2 separate regions of the Zea mays genome follow, and region 2 is linked to region 1. Evidence: chromatin contacts called from public Hi-C data. All regions are on one chromosome and are shown on one strand. Each heading gives the region's core, a stretch centred on a gene start, on an enhancer-like site or on the middle of the called end of the contact. The rest is flanking DNA. Distances are from core to core; before and after follow the strand shown.

Region 1 (5,894 bases), core at 513-3,012:
CCTACAGTCCCTGAAGATAACCACATTCCTTTGCTTCCAAATGCGCCCAGAAACACTTCCCCTAATTATCACCATCCTATTTCTCAAACAGGTCATACCACCTATTTTGGGCTTTTGGTCCATGTTTTCTTCATTGAACCGAACTATTATTTTTTTCTATACTGTACACTGCCATCAGCATCTCTTATCGGCCACCAGCAGCATCTAGTTGGACTAAATTCACGTCTATTTAGTCTCCAGCGAGTAGTGTCCAAGTTTCTCTCTTTTTAGATATGTCTCTAGTACCGTCCTCTCTCTTTACAAATAACAATTCCAAGGTTCAGGTCTTGAGGACACATGGAGATGCATCACCTTAGCAGCTGCCGGGCCAAAACATGTGTTCATGCCGAGCATATTGGAATCAGCAACCGGAGCTGCAGGAAGTCGATGCCAACAGGGGAACCTGTTGCCATCGCAGCCTCGCAGGGGATTCAGTGGAAGATAATGATCATGTAGGATACTTATAGAATTTAGTTTAAAATTATTGGAGTATACATCTCCCCAACCTAAACAGGACCAGATAAATAACATCAATTTAGAAAACGGAGAGCTTTTGTATCTGTGTTTATGATTTTTTGTCAGATCCTTGCTGCTGACGAGGAAAATGTCTTTGTAATCCGAAATTTCTTTGTCTTAATAGCATGACATGCTAAGCATTCAGTTCAATCCTGAAAAGCTAGGAAACCTTGAGAATTTTACAGCATTCCCATTCCCATGTTTATGAACAGAATCCACAACCTTTCTTTTAAGCAAACAAAAAAAAATCCAGATACTTATTGGCTTTATGATGACAACTAAATATATCAAGATTGTAGAAGCCCCCAAACCGCAGACTAGATAGATGGAAATGATACTTTCCGTGATTATCTGCACTCAGTCGCAGATAGTTGCCTATGTATTTACTGCTTTGTAGGGGTGCAGCAAAATAATGAGACCTCAATCCATCAATGAATATTTAAATGTGATGTAATCGAAATTTCCTACCAACGTATATTAAACTCGTATATGAACCTGCGCCTTCCAACAAGAACAGAGGGATATCAGTCAGGAGGACAACGATTACATACTGGTCGGCGCTCACAGGCTAACTACTCAACTAAACTGACAAAATAAAGCTTATCTGTACCCATATCAAGAAACCCTCGCGAACTGCGAATAGCCCTAGAGGCCTAGAGGAAGAACGAAAGAATTCCGCTCCTAGCAAGGCAGCGACAGCTGGAGCTAGCTAATCGTAACAACTAATTACCGCGCTCAAGAAATCGATAGGAAAAAAATCCGCTTACACGAATCGTGCTGTGCTTACTTGAGGAACGCAGAATTTCAGCCCGACGAAGCAATCAACTTGCAAAAAAAAAAGAGAGGAAAATCACAATATAAGACAAGAAGATGAGGAAAAGGCTCATACTTTTACCCCCGCCGAGAGCCTTGTGGACAGACTTATCCTCGCCAAGGAACCAGAACCCCGCAGACCTCGCCGGCGGCGGTGGTGACGCCGTATCCTCGGCGGCAAGCGTCTCCTCCGCGGGTGCAGCCATGGCCGAGCGAGGAATCGAGCTTGTGGGGCGAAAGGGTCGATGAGCAGGAGGCTGCAGGCAGGAGCAGTTCCACACTTTCTTGGTGAGTTGGTGTGCTGCCTTTTTCTTTGGGGCTGGGAGAGCGTTTCCTTTCTCTTGCTACTACCCGCCTCCTGCAGTCGTGGTTTGGCCGGTGTGTGGTTTTCCTTTCTCTGACATGAGAGGAACCTTCTGAAATTTGACGGGAAATGATATGAGAATTCTTCTCCGAGAATTGAATGAAACTTTTTTTGTGTGTATAATACATCCTCGTAGCTGTCCGTATGATCATGGTATTGCTGAATGTTTCGTTGAATATATAATAAATGGATCTGCTGAGGGTCGGCAGCGCCAGCGCCAGGGCGCACCAAGATAAGAAACGTGGCCATGGCACTGGTGCCTTTCCTGTCCGCGGCAGCATGTCATGGTTTGGTTTGGTGTGTTGTTTCGCGAACACGTACTATCGCTACTCGTCCAAACCAACAAAATTTATTCGCTGGCTTTGGATGATTCATACTTCTCTCTATATACTTCGTCTCGATGGTGCCTGACTCATCTCGTTGATGGCGTCTGACGACGCGGACACCGAGAATATTAAAGTCCAATGCACTATTATAACTAATAGTTAGCTACTAAAATTATTCAGAGATATTAAAGTGCAATATATTAGAGCTAATAGTTAGCTGCTAAGATTACCCAGAGATATTCAAACAACTTAACTAATAGTTTAGCTATTAGCTACTTTTAATTAGAGATATCAAAACACATCTAACTAATAGTCCAACTAACTATTATACACCCTCAACTATTTATTAGTTATAAGTTGTTTCAACCTAACTAAAATTAGCTAATAGTTAGCTAGTTAGTTATCTAATTTTACTAGTAATTTTTTGGTCAGTTAACTATTATCTCTAGTGTATTTAGGACCTAAGCCTGCTCGGTAATGATGATGATAGCTATGGGTAGCAGGCTAGTAGCCGCCACAAGTCACTCATCGATACTACAGCCATGACTTTATGGTTGCAACAACAGATATCGCTACGGCGAGCATGTCAAGCTATCTCCAGCATCCTTCCTATGATATCCTTATTACACCTCTATTTCAAACTCCACTCTATAAACAATACAGTCTATAGTGTAAACCAGTATTTTGCACACCCATATGCACGCTCTGCTGAGCTCAGCATCACTTGAGCAAAATAAGGGGGTTCCAACGCCGGTCTGACTCAGTTGTTCGCAACTATGTGTAACAAGCGCGATCAATCAACTAGGCTATCGATCTAGTCATATCGAACGATATAGGTCATGGTAGAGCCAGGTCGGCCGGTACCGACCAACAATTTAGGGTGGACACTACTATTGATCAGGTGGGATCGATAGTGGTTGTCGATTGTTGTGGTGCTACCTGATTGGTCAACAATATTCCATCCATTTGAATTTGAAAAAAAAACTCTTAATGAAAATCTAAAAACATCTTGAATGCACACTATACATAGAGGGAGTACTTGGATTCATTCTCACACACTCATCTTCAGTTCACAAGCTCTCTTCTTCATTCTTAGCTTTTTCACTCCCCATTTTGATTCAGTAGCTTCCTAATCTTTGTTTCGATATGGATCCCAGATGGAGTCCCAACTTTGATTTGTTCACGGACTTCCTCAACGAGCAATCTTCGCAACGTCCTGAGACCCCTACTGGTGTGGAGCAAGTGTTCTTCAACGATCTTTCTCCCATCTATCATCAGCGAGAAGACGTTCTTGATCATCCATGTTCTCTTATTCCTTAGCCTCTCTTTCCTTTTTATGTATCCTTATCCTCCATATCCATATCGACCAAGTGTTGATGCTCATCCTCCTACCGAGCCTCAAACGACCGATGCTCCTCCTAATTAACACTGATGAAGCCTCTTCCACTGAAGCTCCTCCACCACAACCTTTCACTTATTCGTATCCTTTTTTGTACCCACTCAGATACCCATACGGCCATCTTTCTTATGCATTTTATGGTGTTCCTTGTTCATATACTCCTCCGTATGGTGCTCTTTCTATGTCCCCTCCTCTCTATGGTGCTCCTCTCACATATGGTGTTTGTGATCTTTTTCGTCCTTCCTTAGCCACGGTAGTGCCACCCAGTGGTGGAGGACAAAAGAAAAGAAAGGTATGGCTAGCTAGTAGGAAAAAAGTGACAATGTTGCACCAACAAGAATCGAACACACAATCTATTGTTACAATCATTAGGTCTTAACCATCGTACGACAACATATTAAATGTTTATAATGGAAGATATATATGTTTTAAAAGTTTAGGTATGGCTGGTGCCATACTCAACCATAACGAGTCCTCCGCCATTGGTGCCACCAAATAGCCACAACGATGTGGCTCCCAAACAATACACATAATCTAGGACATCGCAGCTCCAATGCTGATGGGACTAGAGTAGACTAAGATTGAGGATGAAAGACTTATAAGTGCATGCATACCTTTATGAGTTTAACACTTGTTAAGTCGAGAACAATTTATGAGTTCATAAATTTATAGGTGCATACATGGTTAATGCACTCCATTGACCTTGTTGAGGGCAATGGAAAAAAAGGATTGACCTTTTGGGACAAATATCGGCCACGTACAACTCCACCACCGAAACTCCTCATCGTTGAACAGTAAGCAGTTCAAGGATCGATGGTCCACGACCAATCAAAAGGTTTCCCTCTTCAACAACATCTATAATCTCTTATCCATGATCCGGTTGAGTGGGTCAGATGATGTTATGTTGCTCGAAGAAACAAAGGAGACCTTTCACGACATGCCCGACAAAATTGAACTTAATTTGGGGCTCATGTGGTGTACTCTTTGTCATCAACCCAAGTGGTGTGCGCGACATGGTGAATCCAGCTCTCGCAATGCGAGCAAACGATCTCGCGTCAATGTGGAGGGCGATTATAGCCTTGCATCGCCCAAGAGTGTCAAATTGCATGCTCTATTGGCCACAATAAGGCACGAGCGCAACACAATAGTAAGGGACTAGCAATGAGTAGCATAAAGTCCTCTATCCAGAAGAAGATCACAGTGAAGCATCTATCAAGGCTAGCGATAAGATAAATCAATCAAATTTGTACCCCCTTCGTATTGAAATAGAAGTCGTTCTAGAGAGGTAGCTAGAGATTGGCAAAGCAAGACATTTTGGATGCTAGTACTTCATTTAGACAGCTTTGCCCCCTCCAACTCTTTGTTTTCTGTGCAGCGTGCTACAAAAATACATATGTTGAGCAGAGAGGGAGTCAATCATGGGACCTATTGTCCATAGTGCATTGAACCACTTATGACAACCAATCAAGACACATGGTTTTTGTGCCCATAATATAGTCGCAAAGCTATTTAATATGGGCAAACATGACAAATGCCACCCTAATTAACCACTCCTTGGTATGCATAATCATGTCCTAAATGACTTCTATTCAAATATGGTGGGAGTACAAAAAATTAACTAAGTTGATGGATCATTTCACATCCAACATGGATGAAAGTTGCCTAGAGGGGGTGAATAGGCAAGCAAAAGTTTTCCAACAAAAACTAGAAACGAACTGGGTAAAATCGGTTCAACCGCACTACACGAGTTCAACTAAAGAATGAGATATAAAACTCAATTGATCTCATAAATCACCCAGTTAACTTGGGAAATGAGATGTTCTAGATGATCCACAGGGTTCACAGTAGCAGATCTGAGAAGGGCACTTCTCAAAATCCACACACCAAAAAGATAAAAGCAATTCTTCCATGGAATGCTGAGAGAACAAAGAACACAAACAAACACAGTGAGCAAGAACACAAGAGACACATGCCCACAAAGAGCCATGTCTCTTTCAACCCTAATCCTCCATTCGCCGACCACAAAGGTCAAGCTCCCACACTAATCTTTGCTCACACGAGCGAGTAATATAAACTTTCTTATGGTCTTCCACAAGATTTGGACTCACCAGCGACACCTAGTCATCTAGGAGCTAGAAGCTCCAAGAGTAATGAATTCACAAAGAACTCGATGTAGTACCAAAGCTCGAATCAAGAAGAACAAGAAGGATTTAGAGATGAAGCACAAAAACTACAGATCTCAATCTAACTCAAAGATTTATCTCCAAAGATTTGAAATGAGAGACACTAGAGATGTGTGTGAGAGAGTGGAGAGTGTTTCTCAGGTTAGAAATGGAGTTCAAGGTGTGCTCTTATGTGGAGGAGAGAGGTAGGAGTGAGTATATATAAGCGGGGCTCCAAAACTAATCGTTTGGGACTTTCTGTGCAAAAAGCGGTT
Region 2 (6,413 bases), core at 1,353-3,852, 310 kb after region 1:
ACACGGATGCTGCATTACCCCATCCTTCGGGGGCTTACGATTCTTGCGCCACCTCATGCGGCTCGCAATTCTACTAGCCAAGAACAGACGTTTCAGTCTTGGAGTGAGACGCATCCAGCGAAGCTGCTTATGTGCCCTCTTTGTTGTCACCTTCTCCCCTTCTTCGTTTACCACCTCTATGTACCTCGACAGGCCACATTTCAAGCATTTCTCTAGTTTCGCACGATCGCGCCAATATATCATGCAGTTGGACGGGCATATATCGATCTTCTCATATGGCATTCCCAAAGCCTTTAGCAGCTTCTTTGACCGGTAAATGTCTTTAGGCACCTTATGATCGGCAGGAAGGACATCACTAAACAAGTCCAAAATCGCCTTATAACATTTGGCTGAGCAACCAAACTTTGACTTTATGCTCATTAGACGGGTCACGAACTGGAGGATGGTAACCGTTGTGTGTCCATGCAGAGGCATTTCTAAGTCTTGGAGGAGTTTGAACAACTCTTCAACCTCTTTTGTAGGCGGATCTTCAGGATTGTTGACAAACTCTGCCTGCATATCTTCTAACATATGATCCAATCGATCAACGTTTTCACCGTCATCCACCTCCATCTGTGCTGATACTATACTCCGTGACTCGCCGTGGTTATCCCAAACCTTATAACCTTGAACATACCCATGACTGCAAAGGTGTAGTGCCACAGTTCTCTTGTCATGTGACTGGATGTTCCCACATTTGGTGCATGGGCACCTAATCACAGCGTGGGTTGACTCTCCACGAGCGTTCTCTAAAAACTTTTCTGTCTTCTGAAACCATTCCTTTGTGTGACATCCGCCCTTCTTCCAACCAGCATACATCCACTCACGGTCATCTTCCATGACTAGGATGGCTCAGTTTTGCTGTTGTGTAAACCACCAACCAAAAATTCAGCATATAAGAGCGATGCACGTGGCTTAGGTGATAACCCTACTATAGGAAAGGACATAAACCCACCCGAGAATGGAGGCGGCCGCATGCGACTCGTGACGTGCCCGATGGTCCGAACGAAATTTCGGCAGCATAACCCCGCTGTTCTCCGAACACACGCCTATCATGGTGCGACGGAGAACAACTGGGTTATGCTGCTGAAATCTCGTTCGGACCAACGGACACGTGCACGAATCACATGCGGCCACACCCATTCTCCGGCTGTCCAAATACGTGGACAATCCCGGAACCACGCACATCACAAGTAATCTTGTGTTTGGACCGAATGAAACTATACAATCTATGCATCCATAGATTGTCTAGGTGCATTAGGCCCAAACATATGAATAAATGTGATGCATGTGCATGCTTCCAGAACGGGTGACGCCTAGGGTTAACTACTGGTCTGCGCACTTAACCCTAAAACTCTAGGAAAATAAACAGTGTATCATACTAATCAAACTACCACAACGTAGTTAACTCCCGTCGGCTTAATCAATACAATCAACCAACCGACGGGAATAAACATATTTTCGATATAAATATAAATATATATCGCAATGATATAATTTTAAATGATTTCAATCTTACTGTCTCAGTGGAGGTTGCAGCGGCGTCGGGGGAGGGGACGGGCGGGGGCAGCGGCGTCGGCAAGCCGCGGCGGAGGACGGGACGGGCGCGGCGGGGTCGGCGGCGGCGGCGTAGGCGCTGGCGGCGCTCGGGCGGGGCGGCGCACGGCGGCGGCGGCGCAGGCTCGGGCGGCGCTCGGGCGCACGGCGGCGGCGGCGCAGGCTCGGGCGGCGCTCGGGCGCTCGACGGCGATCGGCGGCGGCGCGGGATGAGTGGCCGGCGATGGAGAACGACCGCGCGATGAATAAAGCCTGGGCGAGTGGCCGGCGCGCGCGTTTTAGCCGGGCCCGCCCTAAACCCCGTCGGCCGTAACGAAGCCGACGGGAGATAATGTAGCTCCCGTCGGCCTCCGGACTAACCGACGGGAGTTATTTTATCTTCCGTCGGCTTCGTTATGGCCGACGGTAGTTAATTAACTCCCGTCGGCAACCCTAAAAACCGACGGAAATTATTATGGCCGACGGGAGTATTCAGTTTTGCTGTTGTGTATGGTGCTCAACAGCAGCCAACAGAGGTAATACATGACAGTGAAACAGTAGAAACTAGCTTTATATAGTACATAATAATGACCAGAGAACATGTTAGGAGTGTTAACTCAATCTGTCAAACACAAGCTGAACTTTTTAAAGGGATAACACAAGTTAAATTGAGGTAACAGTCCAGGAAAGCTTGACAGACGTTTGTTTAGCTTAACGTTTTAAGACTGTATTTAACCGATCGTTCATATGACCATAAAAAATATAAAATACTGTTTTGACACTATTTATATTAAAAATTTAAAATAAAGAATGTAATAGAAGATATGATCTCACGCGCACGCGCTCAACCAAAGCAAGACCCGTGGAGCGCAAGCGCCTGTGTACAGCGGGCTAAAGTCCAGTACAGCGACCCGGAACAACGGGGCAGCACTCACCCGGCCCGGCTATGAGCCCAATACGGGCCCACTTTGTACAGCGAAGCGAGCAAACCCCTTCTTCTCGCCTTTCTGTCGCGCTTCTTCTCGATCTTGTTCGCGGAGAGGGGTGACGTGATTGACGATTTTGACTCGAATCATGGTGTGCATCTCTACCAGATAGAGAGCTGACCTGAGGTGGAGACGCGGATCGTGGCTCCTGGGGTGGAGGTACAAGCGTACAGCTCAATAGGAGATCAAGAGTAAAGAGTGTGGGGAGGGGAAGGACGCGATATCGGGGGAGGATGGTGCTTGTGCTTGCGCTGGGGGATCTGCACATCCCGCACCGGGTGCCCGACCTGCCCGCCAAATTCAAGTCCATGCTCGTGCCCGGCAAGATCCAACACATCATCTGCGCTGGCAACCTCTGCATCAAGGTATCCTTTACCTTCCTCTCTTCGATCGATCTTACAGTCCTCATATGTTCAATTTTGTTGCGCTGGCTAGGTCCTATTGCTGTGTGGATAGTTGCATCACGAGAGAAATCATAATGGTTCTTAGGTCGCTGGGATCAGTAGCTTCGCTGTATGATTCTACTGCAGTCGTTTGTTTGGTTCAGTTGCCCAGCGTGTGTGTGGTTATTTTGGGCTCCAGGATAGCAATATCATCGATCTGGTCTCTATAAGACTATAACCGGATTTCATCTTGTGGTTTTTCGTTTTTGTTGTGGCAAAGTGAACTGATGATCGATGGACCCAATGATCAGTAATCGTACGATCACTACTTTGCATGATCAGTACACCAATGGCACATCTTACTGCTTATAATCATTAGAACTCTTTGCAGTTCTTGTTAAATTGTCAAGGGAAAATTTTCAGCCAGCATCATGCTCGCCATGTCTATGTTTATTATGCATTATGCAAGTGTAATAAGTTGTGGATTAACCTGAATACCATTCATACAGTAGATTGTAAAGTATATTGGCAAGTTGTTCTTAATCACACAATCTTCACAATCTCCAGGAAGCAAAAGTATCATTTCCCGATGGCTAAATTGCTACCTGTTCAATTTTAAGTTCTTGTCATCATATAAGCATGCCAGTTGAGATGTTTGTATTTGGCATAGTTTAATCTTCTCTACTAATATAGTTTATCAGATGTTTGCTCATAAGTCATAAGCCACAAGCCATAGCATAAGTCCCAGATCCTCTGGCTGAGCGTATTTGTGATCTCTAGAGTACAGTGGACTTAGGGTTAGGACTTAGGACCAAGAAGTTGTCATCTATTTGGCATCATTTTATCTTCGAATATTGTAGAAGGTGAAGGTGAAGTCGAAGCTAGGACAGATAGGCTATTATATCTTGGTTTTGCTTACAAAAAGTTTGTACACAAAATGACATATACTTCCCCCAGTCAAATAAACATGATGTTTCTGAAAGGACAATTAGCTTGTTTGCTGCTTGTCCTAAACATAGTGCTTTAGATAGTGCTTGGTTCTGAAGTATGGTGGGACGGAAATTGGTTCCATGTAGGACAGAGTGGCTCTAAAAAGAAAAAAAATTATGTTTAAATGTTCAACCATCTGGCTCCCCAAAATCTCCTGGACAGAGCCGCTCCCTGGCATGGAGCCGCTCCATCCAACTAACTCCGGAACTAAACACTACCTTAGTGACTACAGGGAGTAATTTGGCCTTTTTTATATGTTGTAGGTTAATAGCTTTAGCTTAAATTGAAAATACACCAACTTCGAAAGCTTTCTATGTTGGAAAGAGTGTTTGACATGCTTGGCTTATCTTTCTGTGCCATCATTGATTTACTGAATTATCATTTTGGAACTGGAAATAGATGAAGAACTTTCCCCCAGTCGCATATACGTGGGAGATATGGTAATGCAGATCCTAGCTTGTTCGCTGCGGCTTTAATCCGGCTACGACTTTGTCATGGACCTTCGGTCCATGGGGGTAGCTGTCTTCTCCGGCGAGGTTATACCCCTCTGCCGCAGGCTTGGTTCTAGGGTAGCAACCCTAGGCGCTTGAGAGTCTGTCATGAGAGAGAGATTGGTTTGATAATATATTCCTTATTCCTTTGTCTCCTGCGTACAGGCCTATATATAGGCCACCGGTTGACCAACTAGGCAACCACTAATTAGGCAAGTGACTAATTGGAATTATCTCCCTACAATTTAGGTCTATCAATTTAGCCACCAAATCAGTCACTTTCCTTTGCCATGCCTTCCTTGCGCGCGCTTTCCTTTGCCATGCCTTCCTTGTACGCGCTTTCCTTTGCCATGCCTTCCTTGCGCGCGCTGCTGCCAGCGCCCGTGCCTTCCTTGCGCGCGCTGCTGCCAGCGCCCCCTGCAGCCTCTCGCTTTTGGCGCGCATAGGTGCGGCCCCACATGAGTGACCGCTCCCTATGATGCCCATGACATCTCCCCCTCCCTTGAGGACCAGCTCGTCCTCGAGCTGCCATAGACTTACCTGACACGAAATAAGGTTAAGCCTTTTACATCTCAGCTTACCTTTACTATTTAAGACGAAAATACAAAATAATTGTGGAACTAAAATATAAATTTGAACTGCAGCTATGTCCTCCTGTCCTCCTGGATCCCAAGGAAAGAGCTGAACTGCGGCCTTTACGTTGGATGAAAGGTGGAGGAGGAACCAGCCCATTCTTATGTTGGGTCTGTCCAGCACCAAGGCAGGTGCCCGAATGAAGGAGACGACCCTCTGTGGCCGTGCAGGGGGGCTGCATACCTAGATCTCGACTTCTGCAGGTGGTTCAAAAAGTATAGACGAGACCTGGTGGTTGGGCGCGCAGGCTGCGAGTTGGTGCAGCGATGAGCTGATCAACAAGTGCAGCTTCCGCACCGCCCGCCTAACAAGGAAACCGTGCACTGCGGCTTGCAGGCGCACCACGGCCTGCTCATGTGATGACGGCCATGGGGTGGCCCTGGAGGCCACAACAAGGTCCTTCTCCCCACGAAGGGACTGTACCTGGCGGCGTGCCAGCAGGGACCCTCGCGCTGCCGTCTGAAGCCGCACCGCTGCTTGGAGTTCCTTCTCTGTCTTCTCCTTATAGCGGTGGAACATCACAACGAACTGATCCCACTGCTCTGCGAAGCGGCCAAAACTCTCTTTGAGCCGAGTGAATGCATCTGGAGTTGGAGAGGGCGGGTGGGAGGGCGTTGCGGCGGCTGATGGCGCGGCGGCTGGTGGTGGTGAGGGATGGGCGGCTGGTGGTGGTGAGGATAACCTGGAGCTGATACCAGGTGTCATGGACCTTCGGTCCATGGGGGTAGCTGTCTTCTCCGGCGAGGTTATACCCCTCTGCCGCAGGCTTGGTTCTAGGGTAGCAGCCCTAGGCGCTTGAGAGTCTGTCATGAGAGAGAGATTGGTTTGATAATATATTCCTTATTCCTTTGTCTCCTGCGTACAGGCCTATATATAGGCCACCGGTTGACCAACTAGGCAACCACTAATTAGGCAAGTGACTAATTGGAATTATCTCCCTACAATTTAGGTCTATCAATTTAGCCACCAAATCAGTCACTTTCCTTTGCCATGCCTTCCTTGCGCGCGCTTTCCTTTGCCATGCCTTCCTTGCACGCGCTTTCCTTTGCATGCCTTCCTTGCGCGCGCGGCTACCAGCGCCCGTGCCTCCCTTGCGCGCGCTGCTGCCAGCGCCCCCTGTAGCCTCTCGCTTTTGGCGCGCATAGGTGCGGCCCCACATGAGTGACCGCTCCCTATGATGTCCATGACAGACTTCTACAGTATTTTGTCTCTATGGATTGCAGTGCAACAACTACGGCTTACACAGGGTTGTAAACACTGACTGGAAATCGACCTAGTAGAAGTGTTTGTCTTAATGAAACCTTCATACTTGGTTAAGTTGTCCTTTTTTTAAAAGAACAGTTGAAGAAGATGCA

The links. Hi-C and Micro-C count contacts between places; a contact is called where the count stands out from the background.
Region 2: a Hi-C map of ear shows a contact between it and region 1, with 2.4 times the contacts expected there. The contact joins the promoter of LOC100192764 here to the promoter of LOC100191702 in region 1. A contact is called at or near these places in 2 of 25 Hi-C or Micro-C datasets (ear and tassel).

Annotation. Positions count from the first base shown.
Region 1 is chr5:140,596,980-140,602,873 of Zm-B73-REFERENCE-NAM-5.0, forward strand. It overlaps LOC100191702, which reads right to left and starts at 1,763. Exons shown (of 5, transcript NM_001137131.1): 1 at 1,445-1,763. The coding sequence starts at 1,574.
Region 2 is chr5:140,907,698-140,914,110 of Zm-B73-REFERENCE-NAM-5.0, forward strand. It overlaps LOC100192764, which reads left to right and starts at 2,603. Exons shown (of 3, transcript NM_001137960.2): 1 at 2,603-2,926. The coding sequence starts at 2,795.